3 separate regions of the Mus musculus genome follow, and regions 2 and 3 are each linked to region 1. A link is a contact called in public HiChIP or PLAC-seq data. All regions are on one chromosome and are shown on one strand. Each heading gives the region's core, a stretch centred on a gene start, on an enhancer-like site or on the middle of the called end of the contact. The rest is flanking DNA. Distances are from core to core; before and after follow the strand shown. Region 1 overlaps Frmd4a (FERM domain containing 4A). Region 2 overlaps Frmd4a (FERM domain containing 4A). Region 3 overlaps Frmd4a (FERM domain containing 4A).

Region 1 (3,862 bases), core at 653-3,152:
TGATTAGCTGCTCACCATTAGCCCAGATAACGCCACGGGACAGGCAGGGCACAAGGCATGGAAAAATAACCCAGCACATGCGCAGACTACTGGTTTACTAGTTAGAACACCGGATATCAGCGCCATCTTGTAATGGCGATTGCAAGGGCGGCTCCTCACAGGCTCTTGTACTTTTCACAGTTGCTCAGACTTGCCCTGGACCTTCTCTAGCTCAGGCTAGTCTTGAACTTGCAAACCTCCTACTTCAGCCAACCCATTAGCTAAGACTATTGGCCTGTACCACCAGTCATGACTTACGTATCTTATAGTAAGAAATTTAAAGCACAAAGAGATTCCCTACGCCTTGCACTCCATCCGCTGATTTGCGTGCTCATGAGGTCAGTGCTAAGTATCTTCCTTGCTCACTCTCCACCTGACTTTTTGAGACAGGTTCTCTCACTGACCCAGGAGCTCGACAATTCAGCTATGCTGTTTAGCTAACAAGTTCCAGGGCTAGACCAGCAGTGGTATATCTTCTCCAGCACAAAAGCACAGACCTGTACCACTGTGCTTAGTGTTTTAAGTGGACACTGGGGAATTGAACTCTGGTCCTGAGGCTCACATAGCAGACAGTTCATGTCTAGTCCAGCTCTCTGATCAGTACCTTTTAATTGTTTAATAGGCAGAGAGCAGAGTCTGTCAAGAAATTTTTTTTCACTCGAAGACATGGAGAAGCAGGAATGAGTTTAGCAAAATCTTTAAAATGCCTGCTTGCATGTGAATGAACCATAGCACAAGACCAGGAGGTTCCACTGGCTTCCATGGGCTGTGAGTTTGGGGAGAGTACTATTTGTTCTTTAGAATTTGATATTTAAGACTGAAAAAAATTGAAATATCATAAAATACAAGCAGATGAGTTACTTAGTTTCTCATTGCTGCAACAAATACCTAAGGAAAGTAACCTTTTATAAAGGAAGGCTGGGCTTGGAGACATGGTTTAGCGGTAAGAGTGCTTACCATACGAGCATTGGGGCCTGAATTTGGATCTCAGCAGCCATGTAAAATACCAGGCATGGTTATACACACCTGTGACCATGACAATGTGGGGGATTCCTGGGGCTTGCTGGCCACCAGCATAGTTCCAGGATCAGTGAGAGCCCCTGTTTCAAAGGAACATGACAGAAAGTGACAGAGTAGGGCACCTGAAGTCCTCCTCTGCCGCCACATGGGAGCTTGCAGAGGGCTGAACGGCCTGCCCCCTTTCAGTGTAGACAATGTCAGATCCATGCAGGGCACAGGATCTGTAGCAGACTCCAGTATAGATCTCTGCTTAAAAACAAAGTTTAGCTTTTCTTTGCACTAAGGAGGAATAAGTAAGCACTTGCTAAGTGCTTCCACTTGGTTAGAGAAACGAGAGTGTCTGTGTCAGTCATAGAAAAGAATTATAGGAAGAGAAATCAGTGCATATCTTCATGGGCCAAGAGTTGAGGTGGAGCAGTGGGCACGCTCAGTAGGAGAGACGATGCCCCTAGGGTCATCAGTAACAGAGTAGACAGCAAAGCCAGAGAAATGAATCAGCACAGCTGGACCCAGGGACCAGAGTGTCAGACAGAGCTCTTTGATGCTGTAACATTCAAAGCAAGTGTCTCCTTGCTTACAAGGTCCAGTAGGTCTCCTAGGCCATAGGAGTGATAATATAACAAAAGCAAGCCCTCCAGAAAAGTGAGGGGGGCGGGATTTGCTTAAATTTGAAGAAGATAGTGAGGCAAAGGATTATGGGGAAGTCTCTAAGGAAATAGAGACATGAAAACAAAGCATTCTGACTTCTGGCCAGGGAAAATTTGCAGGACTGGGCTCTGCTGATAACAAAGCCGTATGACTGACGTGGCTATGAGTCTACACGGCACTTTCAGCACATCCCTGCCCCGTGAGCTCATGTCTGAAAGGATCTGACTGAGGCGGAAGTAATTGCTCACTGGGATGTGACCTCCCTTTGGCACAGCTAATCAGCCATGCTCTGCCATTATGGATCAGTGGCTCTAGCTCTCTGTTAATACGGTGCTGTGCAAATACACACCCCTCTCTGACCTCCTTCCCTTGTAGCTGGTGCTAGCCTGTGAGAAAACATCAAGAAGAAGCCACAGGGCAGCACTTAGTCCGGCTTTGCAGCCTCTACAGGAACCCTTCTAAAATGTACCCACAACGTTTGGGGATTCTTTGGGGGATACTGTTTTGACTGGCTACAAGTCAATGGTTCTCACCCCACGTCTGTTTCAGTGAGTGGCTAGAATGGATCAGACTCAGAAAAACACTATGTTTAACAGTTTGTGGGGAAAAAAAAAAGTTCCGATTGAGGAAGGGCACAAGGCATACAGAGAAGAAAGACAGGACAATCAGTGGCTTCTCTGGATGACCCGCTCCACCCCATCCTACCCTGCCTCACCCCACAACTAGGGTTCTTCAACACAAAAATTCAGAGAGCTCTATTCTATAGAGGTTTTGCCAAGGTTAAATTAAATATCATGTGTGATTAAACCATTGGCCACAGAAATGGACCTGATCCTTGTCCTCCCCTGCCTCTCTGTTGATATGGCGTCTTAGTGACTGGTCCCCATCTGATGATGATACCGGAGTCCTCCCTTTGTCTCTTAGGACAATCTCATCAGCATAAGACTGAGTAAATTCCCAAGGTCTCTAGAAGCTCTATCCCAGGCATCTGGAACAAGAGCCAGGTAAAAGCACGTGGCGCATGGGTGCATGAGTGTGCCAACAATGCCATACTGGCCATGGAAGTCTCATCAGATTCCAGTGGAGCTGCGAGACTCCTGCTCACTACAGTGTGTGTTTCGAGTATGGTATGGTGATGCACAGCTGTAATCCCAGCATTCAGGAGGCTGGGACAGAAGTGAGTATCGACAAAAGTGAGCATCTCATGATCCATTTTTAGCATGAATCATGCACTGACGAATAAAACTCTTTTATACCTTAGATACGGTTTGGGTTTTGAGACAGGACTCAGTATAGTGCAGGCTGACCTCAAACTTGCTAGGTATCCAAGGATGACCTTCAACTCCTAATCCTCTGCTTCCATCTTCAGGGTGGTGAGCATACAGATGTGCACGACAACATATGATTTATCCAGTGCTTGAGTCAAAGAACTTGATTTCCATAAGCTGGGCAAGCACTACACCAACTGAATGGCATCCCAGCCCTTGATATGTTTAGATACACTAGTACCACCATGTAATACTTGCCTTTGGTATTCAGTATAGCAATGTGCTAAACAGACCTGTAACCAAGAGTCATAGGCTTATACCATCACAAAACCTCAGTATGTAGCAGGCTTGATGCTTAGATTTGTCAAAGTAGATGCTGTCATGGTCACAAGGTTATCTCCTAACCATGCATTTTTTTAAAACCAAAAACTCCCCACAGTTGTAGTTAAATCTTTCTACAGTGATGGCCCAACTGCAGGGGAGGGGGGAAAGAGATAGATAATATCCAATAGTCCCAAAGGAAATTAGGAAGGAAAGAATTCCTCCAAAATTCCCTATATTGTGAGGTGTTGAAGGACAGTTTGGATCATCCCTCCCACAGTCACATCCCTGACTGTGAAAAACACTAATAACCCTTCTGGGGGACTTCCAGTTTTAGGGGGGCGCCCACCTTTGGTCCCTAAGTTTCTTGAACACCAGCCAGCTCATTGCTTCAGCTTCCTGCTTGCTTCCTGTTGGGAAGACACTGTGTGAGACACTACACCTCATGGCCCCTCAGTTACCTCTGCTGGCTCCTCACCCCCAAATCTTCATGGCCCATGTTTCATGTCAGCCATTCTGTTTACCACCTCTCAAGGTTTTTAATTTGAATAAGGAGCTCCAGAGAG
Region 2 (3,733 bases), core at 1,117-3,616, 150 kb after region 1:
CTGTGATATCCCTAAGGTTCTCCTCCTGGATCCATCCATCTCTACCTTGCTCATGTCTGGTCCTGTGCTGTGTAATACTCTCTAGAGGTATAATAAAAAGGAACAAAAGGAGATTCTGGATATCTCTGTAAAGAGAGGCCTGCAGCATGAACAACGAGGGGAGGAACCAACTGTAGAATGTTCTAGAAACCTCTCTACCCTGGGCAACATCTTAGAGTCGTGGGAACCTGGAGAAAGGGGTTCCTAAAATCCAGCTTGCTGGGGAAGGGAGCGATTTGAGTGTTACTCCAGCATTCATTTAGAAGAAAGCACATTGAGAATGTTGTCCACTTCTGGTTTTGTCTTCCCCAGAATAGCTCTCTTTAAGAACACCAGTTAAGAACTGGTGCAGTAGTGTCTGTGGGAGCTGTGGGCTGCAGCATCAGTATTCCACAGGAAGGCCAGGTAACTCCACTGCTTGTTTGGACAGAATCAATGAGAACACAGCTGGTGATGCCACTCTTTCCAGCAACTGAATTCGCCAATTCTCTCCTTGGCCACCCCTTACTCCATCCCTAGGCTGAGCATATCTTTTACAAGCCTGCTCTTAAAGGGAGCCAGGTCCACTACCAGAAACATTGTTCTAGACCTACCGATATAGGTCATCTTTTACAGAAAATGAGCAGAACTGATGTTCAGTGATTATCAAATTCCATGATGCTTATTCTAGACGCCAGTGGCTATATGTCTTCTTTCTGATTCTTAAGGGTATTGGTAAAAACTGGGTACCCCACTCTCTGAAGAAATCCTTACCTTGAAAATAGAAATTCCTGCTTAAGGATTCAAGCTACGGTTGATGATGGGTCACAGGGTTATGGGACCTGAGTTACCAATGGCCTTATTACTACCAAATAGTCCAACAAAAAAACAGATGAGCTGGTGGTCTCAGTTTGAACTGCATGTGTAATCTCCCCACAGTCATGGAAGCTGGCTCTATGTCAGAGCCATCGGGCATAGGATCTCACTGGAGGGAAGTGTCATTTCTCTCCTAGGCAGCATTTTTTGGATTTTTATTGAAAGTGGTATTCCAGGTGTTCATGATATAAGAGGAGCAAAAATTTGTTGTCCACAGTCAGAAGCATTGGCAGGTATACTATAGCCTCTGGCTTTAACTCTGAGCACATCTGCATGTTCCTTCTTGTGCCTGTTTTCATATGTATTTGCCAGTGCATGGTTCTTGCATACTTGGGGAGGGAGGGTAGGTGTGGGCACTGATACATGCACATGTGTGGGCCAGAAGACATCCTCTCACCATTTCTCAGGATCCATTCACTTTCTTTTGGATAAGATGTATCTTAGTGTTCTTGAATCTTTAGGTAGGCTAAGGTAGCCTGGTCAGTGAGCCTCAGGGTCCTTCCACGTCTCTGTCTTTCTGGCCCTGGGAATACAAGGGCATGCTTTTTTTTTTTTTTTTTAAATGCAGACTCTGGGACTTGAACTCAGGTCCGTTACCAAACAGGACTGGCCTCTCCTGCATACTTTTGTCCATTTAACATTGAGTACATATGACCCACTGCTGCTGATGGGAACTTTATAGGGTCTTGAACAAGCAGAGCATGAAGCCATGCTCCAACATTGATCTACAGAGGCCTCATTAGAGATGACGTCACGACCAGGAGTCATTATTATGGTGCAATATACTAAGCCTTCAAACAATAAGTTTTTGTTTTTGGAACAGGGTCTCATTCTGTAGTCCAGATTGGCCTTGGACTTGCTATGTAGCCTGCAGTGACCTCAAACTCATAACCCCCCTGTCTCAGCTTCCCAAATGCTAGGCTTACAGGCAAGAGCCATGACACTTTGTTTTGAGCAATAATTTCCCACTTGAATCAGCTAACATTTCCCCTATAACTTCATGCCTGCTCCCCACCATTTCCACCAGAATTTGCCTGATCTGTCGATGTCCTTGCCTTTCTTTGTCCCTATTGAATGAGCAGTGCATGAAAAAAAAAAAATGATGTGTAATGGGGAGTTAGATTGATGCTGTATGGCGGCAAATGGAAATCAGAATGGGAGCGTCTCCAGGCTGTGCCATTCATAATCGTAAAACACACAATTAACGCTCTCCCCACATGCCTGTAAAGAGACGAATCCAAACTAGGGACCCAAAGAGTGCAGAGCCATCTGGATCTGAGTGACACACCTACACAAGCTGGGTAACTCAGGGCTGGCTTGCTCACTTCCTGGCTGCCTCTGACCACCCTCCAGTAAATATCCAATATTTATTTCTGTGTTGCTCAGAGAGAGAAAGCAGAGAGGGGGGAGGTGGTGAGGACACGAAGCAGACTCAGAGCTGAGCACAATGTGAGGCAGTGTTCTGCCTTCTCAATCCCCCTTTATTGGGTCCGTTGAGTGTTTGGTAACAGAAGAACTATAGAGTGACCAGTGGCACAGATGTAGCCTGCAAGACTTGGCAAGAGTGTGGAGACATGTGCAGAAGGTGACAGACGATGTTAAGAGCCACAGCTATGACTGTGAGGGCCTCAGGGTGCACCCAGAGCTCAGGGCAGCCTGCACAATATATCTGCATGTGATTGAACCATTGAACATTTTGGGGAGAGAGCATTATAGCAATGAAAGAACTGTAGAGATCACTTTTATCAGTGAGAAGATATTCACATTGAGGAGCCTTGCCTACTGGACCAAGGCAAACATCCCTGCCTTGTGGCAGGTATTTACACGATGCATCAGAGTGTGACAAACACAGTGTACACTGTGGCATCTTCTCTGGGTTTGTTATCTAGCCAGGTCTTCCACCTTCTGACTGTAAGACCTGTAGTGAGCTCCCAAATCTCTCTTAGCTTTAGCTTCAGTAAGCGAAGTCACATTCAGAGGCTTGCATGAGAGAACAGCTACGAAGCACCTGAGATGCAAAAGGTGTGCAAGGTGTTTAGCAAAAGACACGAGGGGTCCATGAGGTGGGTCAGTGGGTAGAGGTGCTTGCCATCAATCGTGATAGCCTGAGTTCCATCTCTGGGGCACAAACTGGAAGAGAGCACTAGCTTCCAGGAGACTGCTGACCCTCACATACATGCAGAGTGTGTGGCTCTCCCCACATGCATGGATGGATGGATGAATAGATAGATGGATGGGTAGATAGATAGACAGAATGTTAATTTTTTTCAATAAGAAATTTTGTCTCTGATCTGCTCTTCTGACATTGGAAGGATCAACAATACTAACTCTGCAGAGATTTAGAACATGTTAGGGGTCTAAGAAGAAATGTAGACATAAAATAAGTCATACATTTTCCCTTATAATGCTGAAATGTCATAGAAAGGAGGACAGTGGGGACAAACATTAGCTGACATATTTGTAAAAGTCACCCCAGCCTTTCAGAGAGAGCTCGTGCAGGAAAACACATGACCCTAGCCATCATCATTACTGGAAACAGGGAAACGTTTATTTTAAAAAAAAGGTAGTTAATGGGAATGGGGGTGCCCAGTGATGTAATGGGGGCGTGAGGGAAAATAACCGGGAGATAATGAGAAAGCCTGAGGCTGTGTCTGGGTCTCAGTACATTAAGAGGCATTAAAATAGAGGAAGAAGGAAGGAAGAGAGGAAAGATGATTTGGGCTTTGTGCTAGTGGGTTGCAGCCCCTTACCTTTCTAAAATAATTCTCCAGTTCTCAAAAATGATCAGAAAACTCACAGGCCTTCTAGAGTAGGTAAAATTGAAACTGATGAAGATCAT
Region 3 (3,512 bases), core at 829-3,328, 180 kb after region 1:
AGCAAGGTGCATTTTAAAAATGTCTTGCTTTGATTTGTTGTTTATTCTGCTGTAGCAATTCGATGACCTAGGCTGGCCTTGAATTTGAGATGCTCATGGGCCTGTACTATCTGTGTGTGTGTGTGTGTGTGTGTGTGTGTGTGTGTGTGTGTGTGTTGGAAATAAGTGAGGCAAGTATTCTGGAATAGTTTCTTTTTCTTTGCTAAATGAAGGTATAAAGTAAACATAGTCACCCATGCCAACCATTTGCCTAACAGAACAGAGCGTACACTCGTAGACATCAGAAGAAAGGGCAGTCTTTGGAGTAAACTGCATTAACTAGAATCCCATATATCAGGGTTATTTTTTTCTTGTTTCACCATCAATCCAAGCAAAAGGCACCCAGACTTCTAATCATGCACGGGGTTGGTCTCCGTGATGACTAGCTTCCATCACAAGTCATTTCATTAGCATAACCTCAAAGTCATAAACTCTCCTGCCAGGGGCTGCTGAGATGGCTTTGTGGGTAAAGTGCTTGCCACTTAAGCCTGATTACCTGAGTTCAATCCCCAGGACCCAAAGGATGGAAAAAGAGAACAAACTTCAGCAAACTGTCCTCTGGCCTCACCACTGGTGCTCCACTTAGATAGATAGATAGATAGATAGATAGATAGATAGATAGATAGATAGATAGATAGATAGATAGATAAATGCAGTGTAAAAACTTTATCCTTATACTCAAGACAATCACAGAGTATAGTGCCAGCGCCAGGAACCAGAGACAACAGCAGTCAGATTCTTAAATCTAAAGGGACAGCTATGGCTGCAGCGTAGTTCTGTGGTAGCATTCTTGTCTACCATGCTTGAGGTCCCGGGCTCCCAAATATTGCAAAAACAAACAAACAGACGCAATGGCTAAAGGGTCAGGCACCCAGATCTCAAACTTTGGTTACACTTGTTGAAATAAGATCAAAGTTAATGTTTAGAGTCTCAGCTTCCAAGCATGGACTTCGATGTTAGTCCAAATTTTAAATGCTACTATATCAGCCACAGTGGGTACTGCAATAAAAGGCCACAGGCTAGGTGGAGGGATTAAAGTCAGAAATGCATGTCTCACAGGCCTAGATGATAGAAGTCCAAGAGCGGATGTAAGCAGGGTTATCTTTCCAGAGCCGTCTCTCTGGCTTGCAGCTGGCTGCATTCCTTCTGTCTTCATGTGGCCTTGGCTTTATATCCTCCTCCCTCCTCCTCCTCCATCCCTCCCCTCCTCCTTGCCTCCTCTTCATGGTCTTCTTTTTCTTTCTCCTCCTTTTTCTTCTCCTTTCCTTCTTCCTCTTCTTCTTCCTCCTGCCCCTTCTCCTCCTCCTCCTTTCTTCTACTTTTTCCTTTTTCTTCCTCCTCCTCCTTTCTTGACACTGATCCTGTTGAATGGAGACTCTGCCCCTATAACTTCATTTAGTCACCTCTTCAAAGGTCATTTCAGAATCCAGCTACTTTCTAAGACTCCATGATTTGGATGTTAACAGTGGATTTGAGGGGGTGGAGAAATGACTCCGGTGTGAAGAGCACTGCTGTAGGAGAGGACCCAGGTTCAGTCTCAAGTACCATATGAGACTCTTACAACCACATGTGGCTCCAGCTCCAAGGGATGCAGTGCCCTCTTCTGCCCTCTTTAGGCACCTGTACTCACATGTCCATACACTGAGACATACACACAACTTAAAAATGAAACTATTTTTAAGAAACAATAAGTTTAGAGAGGGGCAATTCAACCCAAAACCATGACCCTGGGTACATAATCTTCTCAAGTCTTAGAATCTACTTTGTTTTTTGATATGTAAGGAAAAGAACAAGCAGTAATCACATGTACAAAAGCTGCTGGGAAGCCAGGGAACAGCAGGGACGCTGCCTGCTAGCCTGCCCCTGGCAGTGCCGCAGCCTCACCGCACCATTTTTATAAGGACACAGTGGCTTGCTGTCTGGAATGAGCCATCCGTTTCTCTGTCTGAAAGTCAGTATTTCCCAGTCATGGGCTTCTCTTGTTCCAGCTCTGAGACACTTGGCAAGTCCACAGAGCAAGCCAAGCATCAGCTGGGTTCAGCCCTAGCCAGCTCAGACTTGAGTCATCACTCTGAGTTAAGCTTGTATCACCCACTCTAGCACTCTGTCGTAGCCACCGTAAGTTGTGGCTAAGGACTCCCAGGTGTCCCTGCTCCTCTGTGGCCACACACAGCAAGTCTGTATGCCTGCGACTTAAAGAACCTTTATGTACACTCTGACATAACTGTGTGGAAATCCAGAAAACCCCATAAGACTAAGCCCTCAGGCTGCTGGGAGCTCACAGAACAAAAAGACCAGGATGCTAACGGCATCTGAGGCCAAATTGCCTGCGCCACCACCAAACCCCAAGAACTTTACAACTACACGAGGAGTTCCCTTTGGCAGGCTCTCTGCCTGTGGCAGGGATCCCAGTGGCTGAGCTGTACCACTGAAGAAGCTCATTCAAAAGTTATTTCCTCACAAACAGCTTCCCTAGTCTTACATCCAGATGTGTTACTAAATAAGTGGTGACCTCCCAAAAGTGCCTGCAGAAAGGCTGATTCTTCTAGGCCCACCCAGCCCTGAAGTTACACTAGTCATCATAAGATGCCTTTTCTTCAATGTTGTGGTTATAGCCAGTACATTAGACCCTAGACTAAAGGAAAACGGTCATTGTCCCCATCTCCCAAGAGCATGCAGTCTAAAGAGTGAAATGTCAATCCAGTCAGATATATAGAGACGAATTTCTAAAAGTAGAAGCACTGAACCAAGAAGGGAAACAGCAAAGAGATAAGATTTTTAAGTCAGCCACCCATGCATGGTGTGTTATAGCTCAGAGTGCTTTCCCAAGTAAGAATAGAAAAGCCCTGCCCTGTCTTTCACAGAAGTTTTCAGACTACTGTATCTTTCCATCTTTTGCAAAATGTTCCCTGGCCAAGTTCTCATGGAGACCAAGAGATTCTCAACTGCTATGACGCAGTAGGAGAGGGGAAACAGAAAGGAGAACACTCGGGTTGGAATAGTAGACATGGGATCCTCTGTGGTTCTGCAAATGGACATGTGCATATTATACAAAAGGAATATAGTTCAGATTTTGAGATAGGGCCTCATGGTGTAGTTCCATCTGGCCACAAAATTATAATTCTCCTGCCTACCCTGCTTTGTGCTGGGATTACAGGTGTATAAAACTGTCTTCTTCCCTCTCCCTCCCTCCTTCCCACCACTGTGTGTGTGTGTGTGTGTGTGTGTGTGTGTGTGTGTGTGTGTGTGTGTGTGTGTGTGTGTTAGTGTCTGCATGTGTGTACATGTATATGGCAGACAACCTTAGATATCATTCCTCAGTTGCTATCCACATTGTAGTTTTGAGACAGGGTCCCTGGCTGGTTTAGACTTCACCAAATAAGCTAGATTGGCTGCTGAGTAAAACCCAGAGATCTGTCTATCTCTGCATCCCCAGTAGTGGAGTACAATGATCCACCACCACCTTCACCCAC

The links. HiChIP or PLAC-seq counts read pairs in DNA pulled down with a chosen protein or histone mark.
Region 2: a contact with region 1 is called in an HNF4G HiChIP or PLAC-seq map of pancreatic cancer cells. The contact joins two enhancer-like sites. A contact is called at or near these places in 1 of 15 datasets of contacts at CTCF or cohesin (the NIH/3T3 cell line), 1 of 484 Hi-C or Micro-C datasets (cortical neurons) and 4 of 115 datasets of contacts at active chromatin or transcription factors (the NIH/3T3 cell line, bone marrow-derived macrophages, embryonic forebrain and 1 more).
Region 3: a FOXA1 HiChIP or PLAC-seq map of pancreatic cancer cells shows a contact between it and region 1. The contact joins two enhancer-like sites. A contact is called at or near these places in 1 of 115 datasets of contacts at active chromatin or transcription factors (pancreatic cancer cells) and 1 of 9 other capture datasets (embryonic stem cells).

The regions. Positions count from the first base shown.
Region 1 is chr2:4,258,954-4,262,815 of GRCm38.p6, forward strand. All of the region lies in intron 1 of Frmd4a (FERM domain containing 4A), which reads left to right. Gm39752 (a long non-coding RNA gene) reads left to right here. Exons shown (of 2, transcript XR_865942.2): 2 at 1-3,862. Among named protein-coding and RNA genes, the nearest start is that of Gm39752, 13 kb to the left of the region's middle. Within about 2 kb of position 1,903, at least 43 of the 459 cell types and tissues checked have an H3K27ac peak or open chromatin away from gene starts, as enhancers often do. A contact at or near this core is called in pancreatic cancer cells, where this site is marked.
Region 2 is chr2:4,404,920-4,408,652 of GRCm38.p6, forward strand. The region is part of intron 1 of Frmd4a (FERM domain containing 4A); the gene reads left to right. Among named protein-coding and RNA genes, the nearest start is that of Gm23691, 26 kb to the left of the region's middle. Within about 2 kb of position 2,367, at least 51 of the 459 cell types and tissues checked have an H3K27ac peak or open chromatin away from gene starts, as enhancers often do. A contact at or near this core is called in pancreatic cancer cells, where this site is marked.
Region 3 is chr2:4,443,768-4,447,279 of GRCm38.p6, forward strand. All of the region lies in intron 2 of Frmd4a (FERM domain containing 4A), which reads left to right. Among named protein-coding and RNA genes, the nearest start is that of Gm23691, 64 kb to the left of the region's middle. Within about 2 kb of position 2,079, at least 112 of the 459 cell types and tissues checked have an H3K27ac peak or open chromatin away from gene starts, as enhancers often do. A contact at or near this core is called in pancreatic cancer cells, where this site is marked.